Regions from separate parts of the Mus musculus genome. Here all the other regions are linked to region 1. Evidence: chromatin contacts called from public promoter capture Hi-C data. All regions are on one chromosome and are shown on one strand. Each heading gives the region's core, a stretch centred on a gene start, on an enhancer-like site or on the middle of the called end of the contact. The rest is flanking DNA. Distances are from core to core; before and after follow the strand shown.

The links. Promoter capture Hi-C pulls out the DNA fragments that hold promoters and counts their contacts. Capture Hi-C pulls out chosen DNA fragments and counts their contacts.
Region 2: a promoter capture Hi-C map of embryonic stem cells shows a contact between it and region 1, with 2.4 times the contacts expected there. The contact joins the enhancer-like site here to the promoter of Prxl2a in region 1. A contact is called at or near these places in 5 of 39 promoter capture datasets (embryonic stem cells, hematopoietic stem and progenitor cells, neutrophils and 1 more), 3 of 115 datasets of contacts at active chromatin or transcription factors (all in embryonic stem cells) and 2 of 9 other capture datasets (adipose tissue and liver).
Region 3: a contact with region 1 is called in a promoter capture Hi-C map of liver. The contact joins the promoter of Mbl1 here to the promoter of Prxl2a in region 1. A contact is called at or near these places in 1 of 39 promoter capture datasets (liver) and 1 of 9 other capture datasets (liver).

Annotation. Positions count from the first base shown.
Region 1 is chr14:41,012,099-41,015,937 of GRCm38.p6, forward strand. It overlaps Prxl2a (peroxiredoxin like 2A), which reads right to left and starts at 1,735. Exons shown (of 6, transcript NM_027464.4): 1 at 1,600-1,735.
Region 2 is chr14:40,863,350-40,867,188 of GRCm38.p6, forward strand. The region is part of intron 3 of Sh2d4b (SH2 domain containing 4B); the gene reads right to left. Among named protein-coding and RNA genes, the nearest start is that of Sh2d4b, 28 kb to the right of the region's middle. Within about 2 kb of position 1,857, at least 11 of the 459 cell types and tissues checked have an H3K27ac peak or open chromatin away from gene starts, as enhancers often do. A contact at or near this core is called in embryonic stem cells, where this site is marked.
Region 3 is chr14:41,149,307-41,153,145 of GRCm38.p6, forward strand. It overlaps Mbl1 (mannose-binding lectin (protein A) 1), which reads left to right and starts at 2,150. Exons shown (of 5, transcript NM_010775.2): 1 at 2,150-2,260.

The DNA of each region.
Region 1 (3,839 bases), core at 485-2,984:
TGCTCCTGGTAGTGCCAAAGGCAAAGGTTACTGCTCAACTTCAATCTGCCTTGGCAAGGGCCAAAGAGCTCATGGGTGAGGCTGGCTTCTTCCACAGCAACGCTGGACAGGTCCTGCCACATTAAGACTCTGTCCAAGCAGACTCTGAGCTTAGCATTTCAAAGAAGCAGATAGCCAACTAGCAGGAGAGTTGCTTTTAATCTGGGATACTAATGAAATCGTATGCACCTTAAAATTCCAGACCTCACCAAACAAACCTTCTGGTGCCACACAAGCTTGAAATGATCATTGCAATCCCAGCAATCAGGAGGCAGAGACAGGGGGACTGCAAATTCAAAGAAAGCCTCCGGGAAATTCAAAGCTACCCTGAACTACATAAGGCCCACCCCCTCAAGAAGAAAAGGGGAAAGAGGTGGGGTAGAGTGCTTTGTACCCCTTCAGGGACAACACAAAGGGTCTCAGGTAAATGCCATCCCTTATAAGGAAGGACACCAAGGAAAGGTCGGACGAGAAGAACCAAGTTGCATGAGCCTGGACCAGCCATGTTTCACATTAGCAAAATGGGAACAATTTCCTAATCACCTTCTACAGAGATGAATCACTGAAGATGCTATAAGCTCTTTGCAAAGACTGCCAGAGATGTTAAATTCTTACTTATTTCTGGATTACTCATTGATCACCCCAAATATTTGAAACAAAGGATTTTCTGATGAGTATCTTGTGAGGACCCAGATTCTATTAGCAGGGCTCCATGACAAGCAGGAGGATTTCTGGGTTTGGGGCCAGCCTGGTCTACAGAATGAGTTCCAGGATAGCCAGAGGTACACAGAGAAACCCTGTCTCGAAACAAAACATCCAATGAGTATTTTCTTTTCACATAAATCATTTACCAAGTTCCAAGACAAGAAATGTTGAAGTAAAAATAAAACCAAAAATCTAGGTAACAGGGCTGTGAAAACATTGGAGGCACGGTGGCAGCGAGACTCGGATTGTCACCTTCCCATGCAAACCCTGCCAGGTTGGACCTTAACTTTGCTCTCCCTTGGGCCATTTTCACCAACTCCAACAACCTAACAATTCGGAGGATGGGCTGTCCTGGAGCTCTGATTATCTCATTACCACACCTCAGCAGCGGTTTGAAATTTACAACGGAGCTTTCTAAGGCAAAGGTTTGTAACCCTTAGAAGAGAAGGAGGAGCAGGTATCTCAGAGACTTCCTCACAGGACACCCCAATACCGAAACTGGATAGCCACGGCCACCCCTGGCAGCCTTCAGCCTAGCCCATGTTGGGTGGATGCCCCTTCCTGAGAGGTGGGCAAACGTTTTTGTTTTTTTTTTTTTTTCCTTCAGTTCTCTGTCCCAACAATTCAAACATCTGGGTGGGCAAGAGTTTTTCTGTCCTCTGTCCCAACGATTCAGACTGCTGGGTGCCGCCAGCGCCATTCCGGGACAGGGGTCTCTGGGCCCCAAGCGTGGAGTCTGTCCTGATCGCTGTGGTGGGCTGAGGGCACATCGGAGAGCGGTACCTGGAGAGGATCGGGTCACATCCTCTATCCAGCATCTAGTCTCCGCGGTCCCTGGCCTGCCTCGATCCTCACCTGCGCCCCAAGGACCCCGCCTCCGTGGACCTCACTGGCCCCTGAGCTGCGCCAGCGGACGCAGGTGCCTCCTCGGTTGTAGTGCAGTTTTGAGGGCGGGTGAGACTAAGGTCTCCCCGCGCCTGCGCAGCTCAGCGCCTACGCCACCACGCCACTTTCACGTGACAGACACGCCCCCGCAGCTCCAGACTGGGGACTGGGTAGAACTGGGTCGCCTTCGGGCACTTCTTTGCTCGCTGATTTCCACGGAGCTAGTTTGGAACTAGCGTGGCTTTGTGGGGTAGATGTCCCAGCGTCCATCTTCACCCCCAAATGCTGGTTATTAGAATGAAGAAAACCAGCTGAGAACTGGCTCTAAGGATAATACCAGCTCCTCTAGCTTCTTTGAGCAACCCTGTGACAGGCTTGTCTTAATACTCTAACGTGGTTGGTTGCTTAATGTAGCTCAGACTGGTCTGGAATTGTTCATCCTCCTGCCACAGTTCCCCAGGGGCTGGGATCACAGGCGTGCACCGCCATGCCTGGCTTTTACCCATTTTTCTCACTCCTGTAATAAGTGTTCATTACTGTCGTATCAAAGCTGTAGTCAAAAGAAACAGGATTAACTCACAGAATAGTTAAAGGTGGGGGAGTGGGAGACAGTCAGAAAGAGATCACAGAGCAGTTTGCAAAGAAGTATTACAGCAGCCAGACAGGCACGCTGGTCAGAAGTGGTCATCTGTCCTGTGTGCATTGGGGGTATCCACCTGTGTGGGACTTGACACCTGGCCAGAGGACTAGGCTGTCCTAGTACATCTTTACCTTCCCCTCATGTTTCTCACTGTAAGAAGCAAGACTCTTGCTATGTAATAACAAATTCAAGAGACTAAGGAGGGTAAGACAGTTTTTATTTTACTATCTTGTAGAACTGTGTGTTACCCTAGACAAAAAGTTAAAAGGGGGTGGGGTGGGGGATGGGGATGGAGACCCCGCCCTGCTTTCCTGTTATGTAGGTAGTCAGGAGCTGCCCTAATTAGGGTTATTATTGTTATGATGAAATACCACGAGCAAAAACCAATTGGAGAGGAAAGGGCTTATTTGGCTTACACTTCCACATCATAGCCCATCTCTGAAGGAAGTAGGGTAGGAACTCAAACAGGGCAGAAACCTGGCAACAGAGCTGATAAACAGACTGTGGAAGGGTGCTGCTTGGTGGCTTGCCTACATTCTGATTTTATGAAGGCGTTTTCTCAGTCCCTCCTCTCCAGACTCCAGCTTGTGTCAGGTTGACATAAAATTAGCTATTCCAGCAGTCAACTAACTTTCCACCCTATGGTAAACAGAGACAAATACGCGTTATCTGACAGCTGGGAAAGAGCAGAGTCCTTGTGCCTCCTGATAGATCGGAATGATGTACTTCTGATACTCAGAACCTGGAGCTAGGCTGGTAGGCAGCAAGCTGCAGGGAGCCTTCTATTTCTGCCCACCAAGGCCCTGAGATTCCAAGCCTGTACTCTTGCAATCAGTCTGGATTTTTACTGATACCAAGGGTTTGAAATCAGTGCTTTTACCTGCTGAGCCATATCCCAAACCCAGGAGATGGTCGGTCATCTCTGAGCAGTGTTCCCCCAACCCTGTTCACCTGGGAAACACCTAGTATCCAAAGGCTTTCCAGATCTTCCTCCAACCTCACATTCCATATAAATATATGGCAGGATTCAACTCAGAGAGTCTGTTGAGGGAGCTTTCCTGAGCCATAGTATATGCATCTTTGTTTCCCTGCTGGGATCCCAGAGCCTGGTCCTGGAATAGCACCCAGATATACTGGGGAGGTTCATGAAAGAGAAAAGGTCTAAGCTGAGAGTGGTCATTAGCCTGAGAGATCTGACCTTTCACAGAAAAGATTTAGTGTAATTCGGTACCGCGTGAGTGTGCTTATAAAATGCCAATTCACCTCCACTCTCAGAAGACTTTTCTAACATGCACCTCATTTCTTACTATGTATCTGGCCTGAAATAGGAGCATTGGCTAAAGGTGAGGATTCCCAGGGGTTGCTACTGTAATTAAAACAGAAAGCCAGTTCTTGGAGACATGGACACTCAGAACTTGATGGTTAATGATTATGGTTAATGCCATCTGGTTATGAGCAGTAGAATTCTAGGGTGGGGGATACTAAGAGTCTGCTGTAATATACATACTACTCAAATGTAAGATGATATGCTTATATTTATGATCCTTTAACATCCCAATCTCTGGACCTC
Region 2 (3,839 bases), core at 607-3,106, 150 kb before region 1:
CACAATCTGACACCCAAGTTACAAGCAAAACACCACCAAGTGAATACAGGAGAAGAAATTTTCAGACAACAGAGCCACGTATGCGAAAACCCATGTGTCACAATAAACACCAGCCTATTTGTGTACAAAGTTACTCACTGTGGCTAGAGTGGAAAAGTCAGAATTCTAAGGTGTTTGTGTTTGAGACGCCTTCTGAAAAGAAGTGAGTAGTAACATGCTGAGAGTAAGGGAGCATGGGGCTTAAGGGCAAAGCTCATGTATGCATATTAACGAGGGGGGTGTGTGTAATCCAAATTCCAATGGATGGGACCTAGTGGTGTGACTGAAAGACAGCAGATTAAGAAGACTAATAAAGAAAGCCAAGGTTAAGATTATAACCTAGAAGGGAGAATGACTGAACAACCAGGAAGAGGGAGCATTTAAGGCAGAGAGCAGTGAGCTGAAATGAAGCCTACTGAGACATGACAAAGATAAGAAAGCTCCCAGGGACAACTGGGTGTAGTCGTTGGAAGTGACTAGAGATTGTGACAAGAGCAGCCTTCACAGAACAGAGGGATAGTTATCTAGACACCACAGAGAGAAAGAAGAGATGACCACACACAGCCCATCAGGACATCCAAGATGAGAGAAATGTGGGCTTGAGGTAGAGACGGGATGGCTTCTCAGCTCTTCGGCTCAGATCCCTCAAAGATAGACATGGGAAGGATAGGTTAGATATGTGGCTTTGACATGGGGAATTTTAAAGCAGTTCCCGACTGATGTAAAATCCAAAGCCATGTCTCTAATTCTAATGCATCGTAAGCTGTTTTAACTGATGCTGGCACAGCCCTTCATATTTTACCTACTATATTTTGTTTTCTTCCTCCAGGGCTCCCTAATCTCTGACCATGGCCACTGTGTCACTCAGAACACTAGACACTAGCCGAAGCATCTTTCCGCAGACACTTCAATTCTTATGACCCACCCACAGGGGCCTTCCAGGAAGTCAGTTGACTCCTGTCAAAGCCAAAAGTCTCATATATAAACTGTATTAATTCGCCATTACAAAGCACACTGGCTGTATGTCTTAAACAAGAGAGTGCTTCCTCGCAGTTTTAGAGGTGACCTGTGCTAACACAGGTCAGCAGGGGTGATTCATTCTGAAGCTTCTCCTTGCCCTGAAAGTGGCCATCTTCCCACTGCTTCACACTGTGTCTGATTTGTCCTCCTTAGAAGGACACTAGCCATATTGTATTCAGGACCAACCAACACTAAAGATTGCTTGTAAGGACCTTGCCTTCGAATACAGTTATGTGCTAAAGTACTGGGAATTTCAGACTTCAACACAGATTTAAAAAAAAAAAAAAAGTGTGGGAAGCAGGAGTAGGGTGGAGGTGTCAAGAGGGTGGGCAGTGACAACTGAGTTGGGTCAAATGGCCGGGACTGGTGTGTGATAAATAAGCTGATTTCTCCACTTCAAATTACAAGGTAGAGTTTCTCCACCATCCAGCTGTGAGTAACAGGAGTCAGGATGTTAAACAACAGTGGCATTGTTCAGCGGTTTCTCCTCTTGAGAGTGGGACACCGCCCAGGGAGCCAATGGTCTGCAACAACCTCGCCTCTCAAAGGGAAACAACTGGTCATTTACTGTGACAAAGGCAGATCTCTTCACAAAGATGTGGACAACAAAAGAAAACAGTCTGTAACTACAAATCCACTAAATTGCATTTTTCTCCTCAAGGACTCACGAAAATGGCTCAACTCTCACAGCAAAAATTACCTAAGCATTCTCATTGTCATGGCAAGCACCTGAACTGTTGGGCTGGTCTAAGATCACTGAAGCAGCCAAAGGCCAGCTCAACCAAGAAGCAGCTACACAAATACATTCCACCCAGGAAGGACACAGCCCTGTGCTGGCTGCTCAAGGCCCTTTGAGATTATTCCACCCCCCTTTCCTGGTAATTCATCAGTAGCAGCACGCTGCTGAGGCTTGGGTCTCCCTAATGCCAACTGAAGATGTCAAGAGATAAATGCTTTTTTTCTGGAAGGCATCAACATGTTGACTGTGTTCTTATTCCTAGCAATGCCACTGTGCCCTGTGAGATGCTAAATTCCACAACAGCAAAGCTGGAACCGTGTTGTCCCTTCCTCCCTCTCCAAGTCACAGGGCAGAGCCAGGCAGACAGTAGGTGTTCCCTACATACAAGTAGATTAATGAATAATAGAAAAGACAATAGGGATTATGATTATCTATGAGAGAGAGGAGGTGAGCCTGTTCCTGACAGCCTACCAAGTTTTTAAAGTTTTATTTATTTGTATTTTATGTATGTGGGTAGTTTTTTATATCTTTGCCTCACTTGGGTTCAATGCCTGAGGAAGCCAGAAGAGGGCATTGGATCCCCTGGAACTGGAGTTATAGATGGTTGTTAGACAGTGCATGGGTGCTAGAAATCAAACTCCAGTTCTCTGGAAGAGCAGACAATGTTATTGGGGGGGGGGGGAGAGGCAGGGATGTGACAGGGGTTCTCTATGTGTCCCTGGCTATTCTAGAACTCGTTCTGTAGACCAGGCTGGCCTCAGACTCAGAGATTAGCCTGCCTTGCACTGAGTACTAGGATTAAAGATATGGGCCACCCCAACCCACCTGCAGCCAGTGTTCTTAATCACGGAACCAAATCTCCAGCCACACAGAAAATTGTGTGAAGACACAATTTTCAAGAGAAAAAAAAATGAAATATGAAAAGTTTGACCACCATTTATGATCTTATTGGGAACAAGACTCTGATGTTTGGTGAGGATGCCATCCAGCCACTAAAAGAAACTCTATCCTAAAAGTACAGTGCCAGGGGAAGAAAAACAGAGTGGCCTCAAATCAGGAAAATGTGATCGGCAAGTAACTTGGAAGTTAAGATGTGAAGGGACCAGAGAAAGAGAGCTCTGTGAGCCTTCTTCTGTGATCTTGCATAGGAGAAGCATACAGGAGTGGCCTTACAAGGAAGAAGGAGGAGCAAGCTACAAAAAGTATCAGGCCCCAGTATCTCCTGTTTTCTAAAGAACCACTTTATATGCATGTACATTGCTTTCTAATGGCATCAGTAAGGATTGGTTTGGATTTTGTTTTGTTCCTATGGGCATTTCCCCCCTTATTTTTATTTTATGTGTATAGTTATTTTTGCCTACATGTACATCTGTGTCCCACACACGTGGCAGTATCCACAGAGGTCACAGGATCCCCAAGAACTGGAGTTACAAACTGTTGTAACCTCCATGTGGGTACTAGGGTCTCTGGAAGAACAGTCAGCCAGCGCTCTTAAACACTCAACCATCTCTTCAGCCCCTAAGAGAATGGCTTTTTACTCCATGAGGTCTTTCTTTGTTTTATTATTTGTTGCCAGGTACTAGGATTTTTTCTCCATTTTCTAAAGTAAATTTTCAGCCTTGTCTTTTCAACAACCTAGACAATTACAAGAAGCTGCCTACACCTGCAAAGCACAGCATCTCAAGCAAGCCTCGCCCCCCCCTCAACCACTAGCTTCTCAGATTCTCTCCTCTCAATCCACTCCAACTCTCTCTTCTTCAGAAGCAAAGCCGCTGCATAGCTGACACATTCCCCTCCAGGTTCATTCCTTCCAAGTCTGCACCTGTATCCAACTGCCACTGTAGGAAGTTGCTACTGGCCACCCCTCCCTTGGCCTGTGACAAAGTCCTTGCCCTTGCCCTTTCTTTTCATTCCAATTCCACATCCTGTTAATGATACCATCCACCACCATTCTTTTCTGCCAGAAAATCACAGCCTATCTCAACTTCACATCCTAACTATTGAAAAAAAAAATCAACTGACCTCTTTTCCTGAAGCTATA
Region 3 (3,839 bases), core at 900-3,399, 140 kb after region 1:
TTTAGCCATGACTGCCTGAGAAGGTCTTACCCTCTGTGTCTCTCTGTATCCTATAGAAAGCAGCTCTGCGCTTTCTGCTCCCCTCTGTACTCTCACAGAGACAAACTGCTGCAAATACATCTGATAGGGTCTTGGCTTCCTACTCTCCTAGTTTCTAGATTATTTTCTTATAAGTTGGAAAAGATGTTTATTTAAGAGGTCTTGTATTACATTTTCCCCCTGATGTGGAAAAACTACAAGCACAGAATGATGGAACAAGAATATGATGTAACTGATAACCGAGGCTTTCCCCCAAGCATTCTATGTCATGGTTAAGACACTGGTGACAGAACACGGTTTGGAAATTCTTTATTGTCTTTTCTCAATACCAAGTGGCAGCATTGCCACTGAAATAAACATAAGCCCTACCCTCTTACTTCTGTGACTGATTTAAATATACTGGTGCTCATATCAGTGGAGAATGAGTGTTTGATGGATGTAGGTAAGAATATTTATTTGACAGCCACAAGGAACTAAATTTAGAGGTATCTTTACGCTTACATGACTACATATTTTTCATTAAATAGTTGTCGTTATATTTTTACCTCTTTTAGGCACCAAGTTATAATGGTCACATATATGTTTAAAATTAGCCAGTTGCCACTCTTAGCTTGATTTGAAATTCATCACTAGTACAGAAGTGGCACATTCATTAGCTTCTACTTTCCCAAGATATTTTACATATAACTTTGTTTGCTTTACATTATTTCTAAAAGGAAAAAAATCTGAGGAAGCCCCCCCCCTTTTCTTTTCTTTTCTTTTCTTTTCTCTTCTTTTCTTTTCTTTTCTTTTCTTTTCTTTTCTTTTCTTCCCCCCCCCCCCACACACAGGGTTTCTCTTGTGTAGCTTTGCTTGTCCTGGAACTCAATCTGTTGACCAGGCTGGCTTGGAATCCTCAGAACTCCACCTGGCTCTGCCTCCCCAGGCACCAGTGCCACCTGGCAAGAATCAAAAGTTTTAAGAAAATTCTCACAGTAGAACATGGAGTCTTATAGATCTGGAAGAGATCAGAGTTTGACTAGATTCCCTGTCTGCAAGCATCGTCAATACTTTTATGAAATAACCTTGTTTGACAGCATGCTGATACATTTTACAGAGTTTATGAAGCCCCAAACAAATTTTATTTTTGTAAAACAATTGTATCTTTAACCTGTGTCTGAAATCATCTTGCAATATATGGAAATAGAATAGCCATTGCTATTTCTAAATTGTGACCACCGGTCAAGATTGCTTTGAGAACTGGTAGTTATTCTCTATGATTGGAGGTAGCCATTAGGCTGTGGGCCCACTCAATGCACACTGGATGTGCCGTGTACATTCTGTCCACTAGCATACTGTAGTAACTAGGTTTTCAAATGTGGGAAACCTGCAGGCTGACCATTCTCTTTTGTTTTGTCACAGTTCTTTTCAAACCCAGCGCTGCCTTTTCAAAATTTAAAACTTGCATAATTCCGCAGATGTTCTGGGATTTGATTCAGTCACTTGTGGATGGAGAAAGAGTCATTGGTATTTCACTATGTGGTTACAGTATGAATTTTACTTTTCTGCTCAGTTTTGAAAGTGTACGAGTTATGTGGGTTTCCCTGTAGGAAATGTGAAAAAAAGCACAATAGAACATGGTCCTTGGGCTTTGTTCCTGCTCTCTGTTTTGGTTGGTTTTACTCTCAGACGTATTTGTGTTTGTTTCAAAGCAGCATATACATGCAGTTAGTAAGCATGTTTGAAAGGGCCACAAAAATCGGAGAAATGCTGCTGGGAACTTGGACGGTCAGGAACCAGGGGGAAATGTCCTGAGATAACATTTACATTGTCGATCTCTATTGATTGTTTTTACAGTAAAAATATTTTACAGCTTTTTTCTTTTTTTTTTTTTAAAGAAGTGTCTTGATGGAGCCATGCCAAGAACCTGTGGCTATAGAGGACTGGAGTGTCTAAGCTATATGGATGGACCTCTGGGAGGAGAGAACACAGTGGTAGGAAGATTGTAGACTGCTAAAGCAGAGAGACTCAGCACTGAGCAGAGATCCCACCAGCAGCTCTGAACAGCTTCCCAATTACAACAGCTCCAAGGATAGTTGCTTATTAAACTGGGGTTGAAGGCCAGTCCAGCTTGGTTCCCGGTCACCAGGCTAATGGCCCTGTCATTGGGGAGGATACTACCAGAAGCTGGACTCGAGACATAGTTTCTCTTCCACTGCTCCTTTACTCTAAAGAAACCCTAGTAAGTTGTGGTATGCACTTTGGGGTCCAGCTGTGGTTCTGTGTCCTCTGCGTCCTTCCCCTCAGGGTGTTTAGATGCGGATGTACACCAGTCTGGGAGGCTAAAGTGGAGCCCGGGATGGGTGGAGTTCTGAGTTCTGCAGGATCCCGGTCAGGCTGGGAGTGAGTGCTGGGGCAAGAGGGTGGGGGGCGGGGGAGGGGGGTGTTGTGGAGAAGGCCTTTTGGAGGATCTTAATGTTACATCTCTTTTAGACAAAGGCCTTCTCCAATGATCTTCACTAATACAGCTCTGAGAGATCTTAGCTTGCACATATTTCTTTATTTGGGGTGGGCTTGTATGCATACACTTTATTGGGGTAAACTGAGGGTTATATAGTTTTGGGGAAGGAGGGGAGAATATCCAGGGTGAGCAAAGGTCATTGGCTGAAGGCTAAGGTACTGAGATGCCTAATTAGCAAGGGGAGACATTCCAGGAATCTCAGGTACAGGACTACTGACATTCCTCAGGTGCGGACCAGGAACCCCCAGGTAGAGAAGAGGAAGCCCTGCTGACAAAGTGAGCTCAGGGCAGTTTGGGTAATGTCAGACTTAGCAGCAAGGTTTCTTGACAGTAAATCCTCTCAGGATGAAAGTGGTGGGTCTTGGGTCAGGAGTCTGGTCTCTCAGCTTTAACCTTGTAAGGGCCAGGCAAGGGTCTAATGGGACAGCCCATGTAGGCCTGTATTTCTCATCTGTGCCTTTCCTAGATTGAATTGACCATATGCAAACTAAAGGACAGTCATTTCCAATGGGAAAAGTAGGAGTGGATGGTGGGGAGGTGCCACCAACAAGTAACCACTCATGGGTAACCGTGAACGGTCCTCAGCACGATCGGAGGAGTTTTAAAAATATGTACAAAAGTTAGAAAGAGGAAAGATAGAGAAGGATGTAATCATGGGCGATGCCTCCCAACTTGTCATCTCTTGCTGTTCGCTAGAGAAAGAAAAAAAATTATGGGAAGTGGCAGAGCAGATTAAGCCAAGCCAAGTGCAACAGCTGATCAGCCAGGACTAAGGACACTAGAATTAGGTCAAAGCAGAGCGACAACCCTGGGAGGCTGGTGGCTCAGGGTAGGACCTGGATAGCCAGATTGTTCTGCTGGGGGAAGCATGCTGAGACACACCTCGGCCTGCATGAGCAGGCATGGTAGGAGCCTGAGCTTTTTCCTAGTAGAAATGACCTTTTGGTGAGATTTAAAAGCAAGAAAAGTCTCCCATGGAAAGGATCAATGAACCAAGAAGTCCCCACTTCTTTGATTGTGGTCTGCTCCCAACAAATTCGTATCACAAAATAGAGCCTTTGAACATGTCATTGACCAGACTTTGAGAAAATAACCACAACTCTGAAGTAGGTGAGACCTCACCATGTATAATAGGCATCTTTACTTGAAATATGAGCCATTGGTGGCTGAGAAATAGGTCTTGTGGGTTCTTAGGGGTTAAGGACCTATGCAGATGGGGAAAAGTAGGAGACTGGGACTCCTGTGAAATAGAAGAGGAACCAAGAAAGAGAGATCCAGGGTCCGTTGGGTGCTAAGCAGT